Linked DNA regions of Mus musculus: region 2 is linked to region 1. A link is a contact called in public HiChIP or PLAC-seq data. All regions are on one chromosome and are shown on one strand. Each heading gives the region's core, a stretch centred on a gene start, on an enhancer-like site or on the middle of the called end of the contact. The rest is flanking DNA. Distances are from core to core; before and after follow the strand shown.

Region 1 (4,377 bases), core at 1,164-3,663:
AGGAAATAAGCACTTAGCTGTATTTTAACTCATTCTCTCTACACTTCTACTCTCTTGGAACATTTTATTGAATTAATTAATTATACTCCCTATCAAATAATTATGAATATATAATTTTATGTAGAGTTGGGTTTGTTCTTGATGTGTTTTCATTTAATTTTCTACTGAGTGTTGGTTTTTTTTTACTGTGTAGCATTTTTAAAAATTTTTTTTTTTTATTTTTGAAGGACTCAAACCTGGCACCTCCAATAGAATACAGTATGTCCGAACTCCCAAATTATTAAATTTATTATTTCACCTTAGAATAGGAAACTATAAAATGGAATTTCTAAATTATTACATATATAAATACATCATTTTATCAGTCATGTTTGCTAGCAGAATTATGAAATAAAAACAAATTCTACATTCAAGGTACAAAGAACAGTGCTCTTTCACTGTTTTATTCCAGATTCCATCCTATTCTTTCTTGTTTTCACCCCTTTATTTAAAGCCATGGTCAAGCCAAAGGTTGATTGTTTGTCTACACTCAATAGTCCTTGGTACCAGTCCTATGCACAGCAGGTAATGGGCCCAGAACTCCTGTGACTGGAGAATTTGACAACATGATTTAGGAACGCTTAGGAATTCCACTGTGACTGAATCATGCACCCAACACCAAGCAGCTGGCACCACACCGGCAGGCTGTCATTGAAAGACCCACAACGTGAGGACTTCCCCACGTTCTGACTCAGGAGAGGTGACGCCCCAAAATCACCCACAAGAAACGGTCTTGCTGCAAACTGCAAGAGGATTTTTATTCAAGAGCACTCTCAGGCCCACAGTCATACACCACACAGGGTTAGAGGACCTCGGCCCCCCGAGTAGCTGGATAAGGGGGTATTTAAAGGAAGAAACCACAACTCAAGAAAGTGGGGAGGGCGTTGTTGGAAAAAATATACCAAAGATACCAGTTAAGAGTCACAAGGAAGTACAAAGTCACAAGTGTCACAAGGAATACCTGGTAATTGTTAACTCTCAAGACAGTTTCTAAGAGCCCCTAACAATAGCACATTTGCATTGCAGGTTCCGGTAATGGTCAGGGTGACTTTCTTTGAATGAACACTCTTTGAACCCAGGAAGCGGGTGGGTGGAGGAATGTCGCTATCTGTTTTATGATTAGCATACTTTCAAGCATTGAGTCACAAAAGCCACATTCCCAAGCCTGGGCCTAAGGGCCTAGAATTTTGTTTTTACGTTTTACTCTTTCATCGTGTGTACTGAGCATGTCCAGCATGCACACAGACTTCTCCTATTTGTTCAAATTGAGGTAAAACAGGCAAAAATACTTAACATCACAGAAGCTGCATTATTAAGACAAACTTCCTTTTGCTGCTGATTTCATATAAACTAATTTTAAAGTTATCTTTTTAAAAATCCATTAAAAATTCTGATTTTAAGCATCCAAAAAGAAAGAAAAAAGGAAAAAAAGCCATTCTTTCAAATTCATCATTAGTAAAAAACATTTGAAATGAAGGAAAATATTTCTCTCAGAATCATCATTTTGTATTTTCTGTGATACAGCTTCTCAATTCATTTTTCAATGTTAGAAAGACCCCGCACTTGGGTACCACCTGATTCTTTCTGAGCTGACAAACAATACCAACAGGACACATAAGTAGGGTTTCCTGACAGGTCTGCAAACACTCTTCCTGCAAGAACCAAAGAGGGCTGGGAAGTAGCCTCCATAACTGTACAGACATGGTTGACTACTGGTAAACTTTCTATTATGGTTGTTGTTGCTAAAATTTTAGTCCCAAGCCTCATGAAAAAACAAAACAACTGGCACCAAGTCCCAATGTGACTGTTAATACAACAATTATAATTAACCCACAGCCATGAATTACTTCTCTGTACAGTAGCTCAGGTCGAGAAGCACTGATCAGGAACATAAAACTACAACTTTCAAGAATGGAACTTGGTTGGTTCATTACCTTAGTGCTTCCAGGAAAAACAACAGCATTAGAAAATGCCGGCCCTTGAGCGATTTTCTATCTGTAATTTAACCTAGAAAAAGCATTTCCTTTAAAATGTTACTTTTTCACTGATATAGTATAGGAAATATACTCCCAGCTGACAGATGGTAATAAAACACTAGGCTTGCTTTTTTCCTGTCATATAGGAACAGTTCCAGGCAGACTGAAAGAAGAAAACTACCAAGTAGGAGTACTGTAAATGAGGTTCATGCATCTTTTGTACCCAGAGCAGAAGACCTCAAAAGTCACAACAGAAAGACCACCCATTTGTTCCATCACATAAAACTCTAGCCCAAACACCTTAGTTGTGAGCTTAATATTTCCCTAAGATGTTACTAGGAGACACTTCAGGGTACTTCAAAAGTAGCAGCAGTGACCTGCTGACAGCTAACACTGCAGAGGAAAGGCCCTCCTGGGGTCAGGCTGCCCACTCACCCCTTACCACCCCCACCCAGCATATGTAAAAGCTCCTGTGAAAGTTTTTTCTTATGCTAATAAAGACATACCACCTACTGTGCTAAAACTAAAGCTAGCAGCATTAGAGCAAGAAAGCAAAAATGGAAGCCTACAAGAAGTTCTAAATGCCTACAAAGAAAGAAACAGAGCAGCAGCAACCCCTTGCCCTGGTAATGTCTGCAAAGAATTGGTAGCCTTAAACAACCAGATTTACCCATATTAACAAGAATTTAGCAATGATTCCCCAAGACATAGAAAAACTTGACCTTTCTGTCAAAAGGGACAGAGAGTTTCTTTTAGTCCTGGAGTTGAATGACTTCAAAGATTGGCAATAAAGAAAAAAAAAATTTAAAAGGGAAAAAGAAAAAGCATTAGAGGCATGATGGGGACAAGCCTGCCATTTTATCGAACAGTTACACCGAGTTTCTCCAGGACACGGACACACTTTTCTTGGCACTCTTGTCTGGTCATCCAAAAGTTGTCTTTGTCTTTCATAATGTCTGCTAGGACTGCTCCACCCAAGAACACCTTGTGCTTCCTGTAGGGTGGGTCTTCAATTCGGATCTTAAATTTTGAAAGATTTTGCACATCTCCTTTCAGAACTCGTTCTAAGTAAAGCTGTTTTAGCTCTCATTCCAACCTCGATGGCAGGCCAGGATACATGGTAAAAGTAATCTCCAAATTCATCTGGAAAAGCAAAAAACCTGGGATAGCAAAAAGTCTTCTCAAGGATAAAAGCACCTCTGGTGAAATCACAATGCCTGACCTAAAGCTTTACTACAGAGCAATTGTGATAAAAACGGCATGGTACTGGTATAGCAACAGACAAGTAGACCAATGGAATATAATTGAAGACCCAGAAATGAACCCACACACCTATGGTCATTGATCTTCAACAAGGGAGCTAAAACTATCCAGTGAAAAAAAAGACAGCATTTTCAACAAATGGTGCTGGCACAACTGGTTGTTATCATATAGAAGAATGCGTATCGATCCATTCCTATCTCCTTGTTCTAAGGTCAAATCTAAGTGGATCAAGGAACTTCACATAAACCAGAGACATTGAAACTTATAGAGGAGAAAATGGGGAAAAGCCTCGAAGATATGGGCACAGGGGAAAAATTCCTGAATAGAACAGCAATGGCCTGTGCTGTAAGATCGAGGATTGACAAATGGGACCTCAAGAAACTGCAAAGCTTCTGTAAGGCAAACGACACAGTCAATAAGACACAAAGGCCGCCAACAGATTGGGAAAGGATCTTTGCCTATCGTAAATCAGATAGAGGACTAATATCCAATATATAAAGAACTCAAGAAGGTGGACTCCAGAAAATCAAATAACCTCATTAAAAAATGGGGATCAGAGCTAAACAAAGAATTCTCACCTGAGGAATACCGAATGGCTGAGAAACACCTGAAAAAATGTTCAGCATCCTTAATCATCAGGGAAATGCAAATCAAAACAACACTGAGGTTCCACTTCACTCCAGTCAGAATGGCTAAGATCAAAAATTCAGGTGATAGCAGATGCTGGCGAGGATGTGGAGAAAGAGGAACACTCCTCCATTGTTGGTGGGATTGCAAGCTTGTACAACCACTCTGGAAATCAGTCTGGCGGTTCCTCAGAAAATTGGACATGGTACTACCGGAGGATCCCACAATACCTCTTCTGGGCATATATCCAGAAGATGTTCCAACTAGTAAGAAAGAAACATGCTCCACTGTGTTCATAGCAGCCTTATTTATAATAGCCAGAAGCTGGAAAGAACCCAGATGCCCCTCAACAGAGGAATGGATACAAAAAATGTGGTACATTTACAAAATGGAGTACTACTCAGCTATTAAAAAGAATGAATTTATGAAATTCCTAGGCAAATGGCTGGACCTGGAGGGCATTATCCTGAGT
Region 2 (4,377 bases), core at 1,331-3,830, about 15 Mb after region 1:
AGGCCTGGGCCAAAAGCAAGAAGTGATGTGGGCCTGGGCCTAACCTTGACCCATGAAATGGCCCAGGCCAAATGCAAGGAGTGATGTGGGCCTGGGCCTAACCCTGAACGTTGAAGAGGCCCTGGCCAAAAGAAGTGATGTGGGCCTAGGCCTATCCCTGACCCTTGACGTGGCCCTGGCCAAAATGAAGAAGTGAAGTGTGCCTGGGCCTATCCCTGACATTACAAGAGGCCTGGATTAAAAGCAAAAAGTGATGTAGGCCTTGATAATCACTGGCCCTGGAAGAGGCACAGGCCAATAGAATGAAGTGATGTGGGCCTGGGCCTATCCCTGACATTTAAAGAGGCCTGGGCCTAACAAAAGTGAAGAGGACCTGGGCCTATGCCTGATCCTAGAAGAGCCTTGGGACAAAAGGAATAAGTAATGTGGGCATTGGCCTATCACTGACCCATGAAGAGGCCCAGGCCTAAAGAAAGTAGTGATATGTGCCCAGGCCTATTCGTGAACACTGAAGAGGGCCTGACCAAAAGCAAAGATGAAAGCCTGGGCCAAAAGAAAGAAGTTATGTGGGAATGGGCCTCTCCCTGAACTTTGAAGAGGCCTGGGCCTAAAGAAAGAAGTGATGTGTGCCCGGGCCTATTCCTGAACATTGAAGAGGCCCGGACCAAAGGCAAAAAAGATAAGGGCCAGGACCAAAAGCAAGAAGTAATGTGGGCCTGGGCCTAACCCTAACCCTTGAAGAGGCCCTGGACAAAAGCAAGAAGTGATGGGGGCCTGGGCCTATTCCTGGAGTTTGAAGAGGACTGGGCCTAAAGAAAGAAGTGATGTGGGCCTGGGCCTATCCGTGATATTTAACGAGGCCTGTGCCCAACACAAGAAGTGAAGAGGGCCTGGGCCTATGCCTGACCCTTGAAGAGCCTTGGGACAAAAGGAATAAGTAATGTGGGCATTGGACTATCCCTGACCCTTGAAGAGGCCCAGACCTAAAGCAAGAAGTAATGGGTTCCTGGGCCTATCCCTGAAGTTTGAAGAAGCCAGGGTCTAAAGAAAAAAAGTGACATGTGCCAGGGTCTATGCCTGACCCTTGAAAAGGCCCGGTCCTAAAGAAAGAAGTGATATGTGCCCAGGACTACTCCTGAACATTGAAGAATCCCGGACAGAAACTAAAAAAAAAATGAGGGCCTGGGCCAAAAGAAATAAGTGATGTGTACCTGGACCTATCCTTGAAATTGAAAGAGGCCTGGGTCCAATACAACAAGTGAAGAGGGCCTGTTCCTGTGCCTGACCCTTGAAGAGGCCCGGGCCAAAAGTAAAAAGTGATGTAGGCCTTGCTCATCACTGATCCTAGAAGACACCCGGGCCAAAAGCAAGAAGTGATGTAGGCCTGGGCCTATCCCTGAAATATGAAGAGGCCTGGGCCCATCCCTGAAATTTGAAGAGGGCCTGGGCCTACGCCTAACCCTTGAAGCAGCCCGGGCCTAAAGAAAGAAATATGTGCCCAGGCCTATTCCTGAACATTGAAGAGACCTGAGACTAAAAGCAAGGAGTGATATTGGCCTGGGCCTATTCCTGATCCTTGAAAACACCCTTGCCAAAAGCAAATTTGTTGTGGGCCTGGGCCTGTGACCCTTGAAGTGGTCCGGGCCAAAAGCAAAGAGTGATGTGGGCCTGGGACTATCCCTGACGTTTGAAGAGGCCCGGGACAAAAGGTAGAAGTGAAAGAGCCTGGGTATATACCGAGCTTTGAAGAGGCCCTGGCATAAAGAAAGAAGTGATGTGGGCCTGGTCCTATCCCTGACCGTTGAAGAGGCCTGGGCACTAAGCAAAAAGTGATGTGGGCCTGAGCCTTGAAGAGCCTTGGGACAAAAGCAAGAAGTTATGTGGGCCTGGGCCTCTCCCTGAACTTTGAAGAGGCCTGGGCCTAAAGAAAGAAGTGATGTGTGCCCAGGCTTATTCCTGAACATTGAAGAGGACCGGACCAAAAGCAAAAAAGATGAGGGCCTGGGCCCTTATGCAAGAAGTGATGAGGGCCTGGGCCTATCCATGAGGCTTGAAGAGGCGTGTCCAAAGCAAGAAGTGATGTGGGCCTGAGACTATCCCTGAAATTTAAAGAGGCCTGGGCCCAATGCAAGACATGCAAGCCTATGCCTGACTCATGAAGCAGCCTGACTCTTGAAGCAGCCTGGGCCTAAAGAAAGGAGTGATGTGGGCCTGGGCCTAAACCTTATTCTTGAATGTGGGGCAATGGGCTATGTACAGACAGCCTGGTTTCCAGTCGAGGCTAGATCTTGAACCCCGGGACCCGGTAGTGACAATTCACTTACATGGGATGGAAGTTCTCTCATGGCTCCTGGACCCTCCTCCACAACCCCCACCAGAGAGGCGTGGCTATCAGCCACTTAAGAACAGCACGAAGCCCTCTCACATGCAAATAAGGTTTCCCCCAAACTCTCAGCCCAAGCCAATGAGAGGGGCTTGCTGTCAAACTCTAAATCACTGCCAGAACTGTGTATAGGAGAGCCATGCAGGGAATTAAAGGAATGTGAGAACTATTCCTTTGTCTGACCCTTTTGTTCCAAGAGCTGTAACACTTGGGAAGAGATCTCTCCCGAAGAGCTGTGCCTGAGTTCTGCTGCATTCCTCACTGGATTGTAGGCTTTTCACAGACCCAGGCTCAGAGTTACTGAGCAACCCAGAAGGCATGGCAGAGGCTTCGTCTGTCTCCCTGCCTCCACTCACTTCCCTTGCTGTGGCCTTCCCACCTTGCTTGGAGAGGGGTCTCCGTGGAAAACTTCTGGTACTTAGGCCCACATCTGGAGACCAAAGTGGGGCAAGAGTGAACAAAACGACCACACAGAACTAATACTCCGGGAAGGTGATCACATGGATTTAGACAAGCTAAAGGGACAACTGAAGCCTTCTGGCCAGAGCTACTCTCTGGTGTTGGCCGAAGGTTCCTCTGGCCTCTGTCTAAATCCAATGGCGTTGGCAAAGACTCTTAACTTCTCCTTAAAACAAAGAAAACCTGGTAATGCAGCAGCCAATTAAGAGCCACAGGGTGGCTGCCAGTTCTTAAATCTGCAGAAAGGCTTAGCATTTGGACCAATAGGCCAAGGGAACATTCCCATTGGACAAGCGTTTTTCATCTTTTCTACCATGTGAAACTCACCATCATATAAAAAAAAACCACCCCAGCTCAGGGAAATATGTGCCCTACTAAAACACAGAGGGATAAAGATAGACAAAAAAAAAAAAAAAAAAAAAAAAACCCAAGCCTCCTTATTTTGGGAGGAAGTCCTTCAGATAGCACCATGTATGGCCAATGATAATATTTATAGCCCAGACTCATGGATCAGAGTCGATTCTCTTATCAAAAACAAAGATACCCGAGAGGGTAAAACGCCCTCCCATGAGTTTTTGCCAATCTTAACCACAATTAGTTAGTGCATAGGGCCATCTAAAATAGGACAAACTGACAGCAACTCAGCTGCTGAGCCCCCTCAGTCAGATGAACCCAAAGGTCAAGGTCCTAAAAACCACTCCATTTCAGATCTCACAGTCCTTACTCAATAAGAGATAAAATCCATCTATCCACCCTATGCTTCAAAGGAAAACTAATTAAACCACCACCTTAGAGACTCTAGAGGGTCCACCCTCAAAATAGTCAGACCAGAAAGGATGCTACACAAATCCAATTAGAAGGGTGTGACAGGAGACTGAACTAGGGCTTTACTGCCGTGTGTAAGGTACAAACTTGAGACTAGCATCTGTTTTTAAATGGTGGACTATTAGTATCTTAGATAGCGTTTTATTGCTACAAAGAAACACCATGATCAAGGCAACTCTTATAAAGGCAAACATTTAGTTGGAACTGGCTTACAGTTTCAAAGGTTCAAATCCATTATCATCATGGTGGGAAGCATGGCAGTGTGCAGGCAAACATGGTGCTGGACAAGGAACTGAGAACTCTACATGGTGAACCAAAGGTGTCCAGGAGGAGACTCTGATCCCACTGACCAGACTTGAGCATATGTATGAGACCTCAAAGTCCCAACTCCACAGTGGCACACTTCCTCTAAAAGGCCACATCTCCTCCAATAAAGGCCACACCTTCTAATAGTGCCACTTGCCCTGGGGCAAACACATTCAAACCACCACAGCAAGCTACCTTTACTATGATAAAAGATCACTGGCAATCAACTTTAAAAAGGAAATTTTATTGTGGGTCACAGTTTCAAAGGTTTCAGTCAAAGGACTCTTAGTCTTGTTGCTTTGAGACACAGCAGATAGTTCATCATGTCAATGGTACATGACAGAGGATGTCTGTTCATATCTGGGCAGCCATGAAGCAGAGAGAAATAGGAGGGGGCAGGGTCC

Evidence for each region. HiChIP or PLAC-seq counts read pairs in DNA pulled down with a chosen protein or histone mark.
Region 2: an H3K27ac HiChIP or PLAC-seq map of embryonic stem cells shows a contact between it and region 1, with 259 times the contacts expected there. The contact joins two enhancer-like sites. A contact is called at or near these places in 3 of 115 datasets of contacts at active chromatin or transcription factors (all in embryonic stem cells) and 2 of 9 other capture datasets (adipose tissue and liver).

What each region holds. Positions count from the first base shown.
Region 1 is chr6:67,880,473-67,884,849 of GRCm38.p6, forward strand. It overlaps Igk and the pseudogene Gm9729. Among named protein-coding and RNA genes, the nearest start is that of Gm24911, 78 kb to the left of the region's middle. Within about 2 kb of position 2,414, at least 5 of the 459 cell types and tissues checked have an H3K27ac peak or open chromatin away from gene starts, as enhancers often do. A contact at or near this core is called in embryonic stem cells, where this site is marked.
Region 2 is chr6:82,686,376-82,690,752 of GRCm38.p6, forward strand. The region is part of intron 1 of Gm32425 (a long non-coding RNA gene); the gene reads left to right. Among named protein-coding and RNA genes, the nearest start is that of Gm32425, 8.9 kb to the left of the region's middle. Within about 2 kb of position 2,581, at least 21 of the 459 cell types and tissues checked have an H3K27ac peak or open chromatin away from gene starts, as enhancers often do. A contact at or near this core is called in embryonic stem cells, where this site is marked.